Linked DNA regions of Dromaius novaehollandiae: region 1 is linked to region 2. Evidence: chromatin contacts called from public Hi-C data. All regions are on one chromosome and are shown on one strand. The core of a region is the stretch at or near the end of the contact, and the rest is flanking DNA. Distances in the headings are between cores, read along the strand shown. Region 1 holds the start of THOC1 (THO complex subunit 1). Region 2 holds the start of CLUL1 (clusterin like 1).

Region 1 (4,183 bases), core at 876-3,375, 170 kb after region 2:
TATATTTCAATCAGGACAGTCTCTGCCTCTCTTGACAGCAAAAGGGGGAAGGGATGCAGGAAAAATTGAAGTATGTTCCGTGTTATTCAGCAAGATAATTACCTATGCATCTTTTCTAGGTGTTTTGTATAGTGCTGACCCTGTAATGTCTCTATACTCAGGTATCATCTAAAAAGGAAAAAACATGCCAGGGTAGGATTCATCTCACCTAACCTTAGGTGTTTAAATTTGGTCAAGTGACCTGGGCTTGCATTCCAATAAATGCAGAGAAACAGATATTTGTAAGGTATTACTCCTCTAGCTTATTTTAGATGCCTACCTTCTGCTGCGATGGCTCATGCCTTAGAGATAACTCTAAGCCAGTATCTCTTCCTCAGTACAAAGGAGAACAAGCTTAATGTGCAGGGTAGTGAGATGAATCCCACTGTTTTTTTCTGTGAATGCAATTCAGGTCTCCAGCGCCATTTTAGATTTGGAAGGGGCTCTCATGTGGCCTCCAACCGCTGCTTCTGAAGGATGCAGGTCTCCTGGCTCCTGGCTCATACCTGCCAGCCCTGTGAAGATGCCTCCAGCACTCTGGCACCTCTATAATGGCACTGAGCACCTTTGTTTACCACGCTGAATTGCTCCCTGTATTTCTAACTGTAAAGTAGAATTGCAAGGGTTTTTAAATCTATTTTCAATATGAAAATTGGATAATTCCTGGCAAACTTTCACTCTATTATATATTCTGAGGGAATGGGAGGGAGAGGGGGGCTCAGATAAATGAGACAATCCTTTCCTTTCCTTTATTTAAAGTTATTGCGGTTTTGTGAGGAAAGAAAGGAAGGAATGGAAGGGTAAGAAGGACAGAAGAGATTTTAAAAAATAAAAGCCAAAAATAGAACGATAGCAGAGGTTTTCAAATTTAAATCCATCATAAAATCGTGTTTGATTTTCTCAATTAAAAAAGCAATATGGAAATATTTCTGGCAATATCTCACTTTTCGTGATGTTCTATACTTTCTTACAGACATTACGTATTTTTGGCCAGAGCTACAGTAGACTCTCCAGACAGGGATAATATCGGAGGACCTGAATGGGGCCTCAGAACAGTTCCCATAGGTCAGAGTTCAGTGTCCTTAGGAATCATCTCCAGCGGAGTACAACAGCAGGGAGCCAGCCGTCTCCCTTCGGTGGTCAGAAACCAACGGATCAGCAGCTCGTGGAACTGTGGTCCAGCAGGGACCAGTAGTGGATGGTTAGGGAAAGAGTGCTGAGAAAGGACACAGTACGCACGGGGAGACATCTCCCTCATGGGGGCAGAGCCCCCATGGTTTCCGGCAGACCAGTGCTCCCCTCCCAGCAAATTAGAAGTGGAGGTTCCCTCAGCATAAAGTGGCAGACCTTTCGGGATAGTGCGACAAACTGTTGCTGGTTATATTAATTTTGCATGCTTAATTATGATCATAATGCCGATTTATGCCATAATCTTTTCAGCTTCATTTGAGATCATAATTACTCAAATGAAGCAATAAAGGAGAGCTTGTGTTTGGGGAAAGTTTATAAATTGTTTTTCACTTTGGAGTGAAGAATGAATAACCTAAAATTCATTAAAAGACATAAGGGTTATTTTGACCAGGATAGTGATTGCTCAGAAATTACTCATTCACCAGATGAAAGTGCTGCCTTTGCAAGGATACAGGTTATCAACAGGCAGTGCTTCAAATTGAACAGGCTCCCAGGTGCTTCTATCCTACTCTATTCAACATGTGGTATGTTTTATTACCAAACATCTGTCACGAGTTAGCAACGGCCTGACACTACAAGCGTCAGTCCTTATCACAAATACGCTTTGGAACAGGACAGACTGCTGTGGAAACCACCTACTGGAAACATGCTCTTTGAGTAACTATTCTTGACCGCGTGCTTTTTAAAAAGCATCCAGTCACAGACCACGTATCCTTATTTACTTAAAAGCCTGTTGTGGAATGACAGAGAGAGCTTTACTCAACTCCAGCCTTCACCCCAGGAGACAGTGCTCCTCTACCACACACGAAAGGTCCCAGGGGCTCTGCTCCGGCCTCCCCCGCCCCCGCCCCGGCTCAACGCGCTCAGAGTGGCGCTGACGGCCCGCCGCGAGTGGGCGGGAGCGTGGGCCCCGCCGGGCCTGGCGCCGCGGCAGGAGAGGGCGACGGCGTCATCAGCGCGCGCCGAGCAGCGTCGGACGGCCGGGACGATGTCGCCGCCGCTCTTCAGCCTGCCTGAGGCGCGACTCCGCTTCACGGTGAGCCCGGCGGCGGCGGCGCGAGCTCGGCCGGAGCTTCTCGCTCCTCTTGTGCCGCTCGGAGCGGGTCCGAGCCAGGGAGGGGGGGAGGCTGCCTTTCGCGTCGGTGTAGCCGCTCTGCCTCGGCGCGCCGCCCCTCCCCCCTCTCTTTCCGCCGAGCTGCGCGCGCGCAGCGCGCCCTCTCCGCCAGCTGCACCAACGGCCCGCTGGGGCGCGCGCTGGGCTCCCTCGGCCGGCCGTTAACCCCCGCAACGGCCCGCCGGGCTCCCCTCTATCTCCGAGGGTCTGGCAGTCCCTCCTGGAGCCTCTCGGTACTGCCCAGAGTGCCGGTATAGAGTCATCACCGCGGGAGGAGGAAGGCTACGGGAAACGATTTCTCTCGGCTCGTTTGGGTTTCCTGAGTGAACGGGGATTGGGGAAAGGGTGAGCACCAGTGAGGGAGCGGCAGGTTAAATGGCTGCTCGAGGCCCAAGTGTGCAGCTGGGTGAAGGCAGGTACCAAGTTCAAAGCTGAACTCACCTGCTTTCCCTTCTTCCTGTGCTGTGAAGTTGAATAGAGTGCAGAGGAGAGTTTGACTTGACATGTATACCAAAGCAATAGGTGTATTTTATTTTGCTGTCATGAAGAAAGTTGTAGGAAAGTGTACAAACACTTCCTTACTTTTATTACTTTGGGTTTATGTGAAGAGGTAAACTCATCCAGCTGGAGAAACAGATAAAGCTCCATGTCCATAGTGTTCTAAAACCACCCAGTAATGTTATTACAAGATTTGTAGTTTTACAAGGTCAAGACAAATGTGAAGAACAGAAGAATGTACACTAGAAATTTTATTAATGAACTTATATTTTGCTATAATTTGTATAATACAATACACAATTTGATACCTCACACCATTGCCTGCTGCACCTGATTGCTGATTCACTCAGACTGAACAAATCACTGGCTTGGTGCTGTTACCTTTGCTGCGGGAGAGGGGATCTTGACAGATGGTTCTTCCCTTTCCAGTTCTTGAGTGAGTTTATCATCTTAGTGCTATTCTGCGTGAGCATTAACTACCGTTAACCTGTGTTTATGCATAGCTAATGCATGATAGGCCTTGTCAGGATATGTATTACATGACAATAAAATTGTCCTAGTTTCAGTTCACCTTACCCTAGTTTTGTATCCAGGTTTTTTAACATTAGCAGTTGCACACCAAAGAATCCTATATCAGCAAAAAGTCTCCACAGCAGCAGCTATCAGCAGAACAAAAATTTGAATGTTTATAATGGATGCAGCTGAATGATGCTTAGGTCCTGACTAACACTGAGGTATGTGTTAGCCTCAGTAGGCCTGTGGCAAAACTTCGGCTATGTTCTAAGTACTGCAGAAAGCAGTTATAGCTGGGATATCTTTCTGAAGAGTGTTTTCATGTAATGAGTGCTAAACTCAGTTTAAGAAAATGGTATAAACTTTTGGGCAAGCCTTTTCATACCAGTTTAGCCTAACCTGGTGAGCTAAAATGAGAAAAGTATCCATGGTTTAGTTAGCTAAAATTAATTTAAAATTAAATTAAAAGCTGATGTATTTCAACCTTTGCAGTAAAACGTGCCATAGCTTATTGTCCTTATCTTCTTTGCACCTCTGCTGAATGATACTTTTTTCTTACCAGTGCAGATTGAGCTGGGTATGTACCCAGTCCATTCAGTTCTTCTAGTGGAGGTCCAGTTTATTGGAGTTTTAAAGTAAGATGTTGAGATTTGCACAGAAGCAGTTGAGGCACAGGCAGTTATTCCATTTTATTGATTTCATTACAGAAAATTTTTAGATCAGCTTGCTATCAGAAGTAATGTTTTTAAACCACCACCTTGCCTGTCTGGCAGGTGAAAGTTTGTGTATGAATCTTTCAACTGTTCTAGATGCAGTGTCAGTCATAAT
Region 2 (4,095 bases), core at 209-2,708:
ACCTCTTCGTCTACATATTTCTCTCCAACTTCAGATAGTACTGAAAAAAGCCAAATTACAAAGTGACTTAATCAGACTTTGAAAGTGGCACAAATTGTCATGCACTGATAACAAAGGAAAATGAAACAGCTGTGTTTTCCTACAGTTACAGAGCAATATCTTGAGACAGTGAATGTTGTAACATGGAGCCAAGACAATTTCTATCAGATAAGAATCTGGTCCAGAGCCTTCACCAGTGATCAGCTGTGCATACTAACCCTCAACTGCCCTGCTTCAGATTACAGGATCACAGAACAGTTGAAGTTGGAAAGGACCCCTGCAGACCATCTTGTCCAACCTCTCTGCTCAATGCAGGGTCAACTAGAGCAGGTTGCTCAGGACCTCATCTGGTTGGGTTTCGAATATCTCCGAGGGTTACTCTTCAGCTTCCTAATGACATATCTTATATATTGATCTTCAATCTGAAAGCAAACTATGTCAGTTTCCCTTAATGCTTTGAGAATACAGGAGCCTTCAGCTTTCTTTCATAAAAATGTAATTTCTAGACTTCCTATGTGGCAATGACCATAGATTTTTGGTGAAAAGCTAAGTTCAGCCACGCTTTGCACTTTGTAGCTCTGCATATCCTTTATCTGCATTTATTTCCTGCACAGAAGTACCATGAATATCACTGGAACTGTACAAAAGAAGTGAAAAATACGTCACCACAAGATCTCCGAAAGCATTTCGTGTGTCATTCATTTCTCTACTCATATCTTTCTTCCTCTCCCGTAACTTTTTGTTTGCCACAGAAATACTATAAAGTAGACCGAAGCAAAAGAGTATTTCATGCTGATCCTCTTGGGATACCTACTACAAAATAAAGCCATGCTCAAAGGTGAGTAAACGCAAAATAGCTGCTTTCTCTAACTTGAGTCATTTTATTTCAATTATTTGTAATAACCACCTTTTCCAGCTAAGCATACAATTCTAAAATAAGCATTTGTAAAAGTTACTTAAATGAGCAAAAGAACTCAAAATCTGTTGGATTATATTTTGTTTTCAGTTTATACTCTACAACCTATGAAGGACCAAATGATATATGAAAATGCTGTAAATACTTTTTTGTAGAGGGAAGCTTATCTGTTAATCCTTTGACATTCTTGTCTTGGTTTTTCTAATCTCCCTGTTGTGTGTGGATGCTTTGCTTCAGCAAAAATTGGCCATAGTTTCTAAGCTTCACACATCACACATGGCAGTAGATCCTCTTGGCTCCATTGAGGCACCTGTGTGGAACTCAGCACGCTGCAGCAAGCCTGACCACAGACCTGGGCCCAGGAGCTCCCAGCACCCCGCTGATAAGAAAAGCATACGTACTCTTCAGGTTTTCCCGGATATTCATTTCCTCCTGCTTTGTCGGTGCACACTGATGACCACTCAGCCATAGCATGTGTATTAGAAATAACCAACAGGACTTCATGTTCTCTCTGTTAAAAAAGTGGGTTGATGCAATTACATGTCAGCATTTTCATAATGAGTTTCAAATGCCTAGGTGTAATAGCTACTAAGTATAATACAGGTGTCATTGGTTTCAACTTTTATTATGGTTTCTGTGATCTATAATATGCACCTAAAAGCTACTGCTAGTGAAAACAAATGAAGAAGAAGCCTGACATAATTTCTAGTGTATCAGTTTGGACTAACTAGATAATTACCACTGTACTACACAGTGGTATAATAGAATCAAGATATATATCTATAAAACTGAGAGCTTTTGCAGCTTAATCTACTTCCTTTCTACCTTGTGAAATGCACATAAATACTGATCTCATACTAAATAACTTTCACTCTTTCTGATAGTTCATGATATAAATGTATACGTACTAGACATTATTGCCAAATTTACAAAAGAAAATTTCTAGAATGTAGTTCCTTTCTGTGTCTCCAAACATGTGACTCCCTTCATTGTTTTTCAGAACAATACTTAATATAGTAAAGACAACAATAGGTGTGCCAAGAAATTGGAAAATAAATCAATTTTATAAATATACACGTCAGCAATTGGAAGAAATTCCTACAAAATCAAGGAAATAAATGCCGTTTGCTTTATTTCCCTCTCAAGAGCAGTTAGATGAGAGAGCTTTGTATTTTAGAAATCACAGAACTGCGCTTTATAATTCTCATCTGATTAAGTGAACACAGTATTTACATTCCTATTCATTAGCTAGTATAGTCTTCTTGAAGACATAGTTATCAGTTGCAAATGTATATGCAAATTAAGAGCCTGGGTTTATTTGTAAACTGGATTTACTTCTAGATTTACTTGCACATTGTATATGTATAGCAAACGACTAATTAACTTCATCAAGAAATACAAACGAATTACCAAAGAAAAGTAAAAAACAACATATTTACCATTAATACTGAAACACCTCCTCTGTAAAATTGTTCCCAGCGTCAGGAAGGAATCAGACTGTGTTCTGATCTAATTGCTGTGAGTGTCAGGGATTTTACCATGTTCTACTTATCTGATGACAAGGTACTTAATCCTATTAACGGGACATTTTGCCATTAGGCTAGAGGATTTCTGAGTGTATGGGTCTTCATACTCATCCATATAAGCAAAACCACTAGGGGGAGTGTTGGACATTATTACATAATAGAATGTAATATAGATTTGGTTTTTTTCTGTAGTCAGAAGCTTTTTTTCTTAATAGCTCTTCAATCGTCTTGATTTTTACCTTAGGAGACATCTGCAGCTTATGTTCTTAGGGAAATTATTACAATTAGTTTGTCTAAAATTAGCTTCCAACATTTAATCTCTTCAGTGTAATTTTAATTTGCTATAAAAAACACTGGATTACATAACAACCTTCTTCATGTACCTTCTGAAGATACAGAAATCAAAAGAATTCAGCAACCCAGATACAGGCCTGGATCTGTATAGAGTCTGAAATGAGATAAGGAAATCTTGGTACTTTGTACATCATTAAACTTGTTAATGTTTTGGGGTTTTGCCCCCTTAATGATTCTCTTCAGTTAATCCATGTGTGTGCATGCAATATGTCTGGAATCTGAACGTGCATGGCATTTTAGATGCTGAAAAATGAAATATTTAAATAATAACAGTTGCCTGATGTAAAATATACACAGTATTGTTATTAGGCCATATCCCACCTTGTAATGTTCAGCAATAATACTCCCTTGAGGTCAAAGGGAAGATGTCTGTAGCTCCTGTTGTGTAACATTAATTTTAAAATATCCTAATTTTTTTTTTGTTTAACTCATAGTTCATAAGAACTGATTGATTATTGATGGTTAAAATCCAGAACGATTAATGTTGCTTAGGCAAGAGCTTTGGGGGGTTTGTTTTTAGACACATATCAGGAAGAGTTCAGAACCTGTAACTAATGGGAACTGCAAGCCCTCAACTCCTTTGAAAATCCAGTTTGACAGATACAAATTAAGATAGCTCCACTCTCATTTTCTGAAAATGATGGGGTTGAGGGGGAATATGTTTTTTGTTTTGATACATATGATTTGCTGGTTTACTGAAATCTTGCCAGCTTCTTGACCGAGATTTATTACTGCACAAAACCTTTCAAGTTCTCTTTTGTGAGAATACCAAGAAAGCCCTTGCAGACTTTGCAAGTCCATTGACCAGGAGTAGCCCCAACAGACCTATCTGTTAAGCAACTCTGGGGCTTTGGCTGAAATAAAAGGGGAAAGCTCTCTTGCTGACACTGCCTGGGCCTTATGCTTGGCTCAAGATAGACAGTAAATGGAAAATATATTTGTACAAAAGGAGAGAATCTGGAACAGATACTTCTGAAATGCATATGATTAGCCTGCATGTGTAATGAATCCTAACAAAGACTTCAGTCTTTCACTGCAAGTGAATGTATATATTGGGAAAAAACTGTGGAAACAGTTTCAAAATAGTTTCAGTAAAATAGGCTTTTGGCAAGATATTGATAAATTCAAACTGAAATAATTGTAATGATTCAGATACACATTAAGCTTTTAACCTAACTGAACTTTAGTGATGGGAGTTGTATCTGGACTGTGGAGTTTCCTGCCATCCCGTTTGTTGACCTCCCCAAGTGTATAACTTTT

Evidence for each region. A called contact is a pair of places that touch in the nucleus more often than the background predicts.
Region 1: a contact with region 2 is called in a Hi-C map of brain, with 5 times the contacts expected there. The contact joins the promoter of THOC1 here to the promoter of CLUL1 in region 2. A contact is called at or near these places in 3 of 4 Hi-C or Micro-C datasets (brain, liver and ovary).

Annotation. Positions count from the first base shown.
Region 1 is chr2:118,667,567-118,671,749 of bDroNov1.hap1, forward strand. THOC1 (THO complex subunit 1) reads left to right here and starts at 2,126. Exons shown (of 21, transcript XM_026122853.2): 1 at 2,126-2,266. The coding sequence starts at 2,219.
Region 2 is chr2:118,499,916-118,504,010 of bDroNov1.hap1, forward strand. CLUL1 (clusterin like 1) reads right to left here and starts at 1,459. Exons shown (of 7, transcript XM_026122830.2): 1 at 1,357-1,459; 2 at 1-40. The coding sequence starts at 1,459.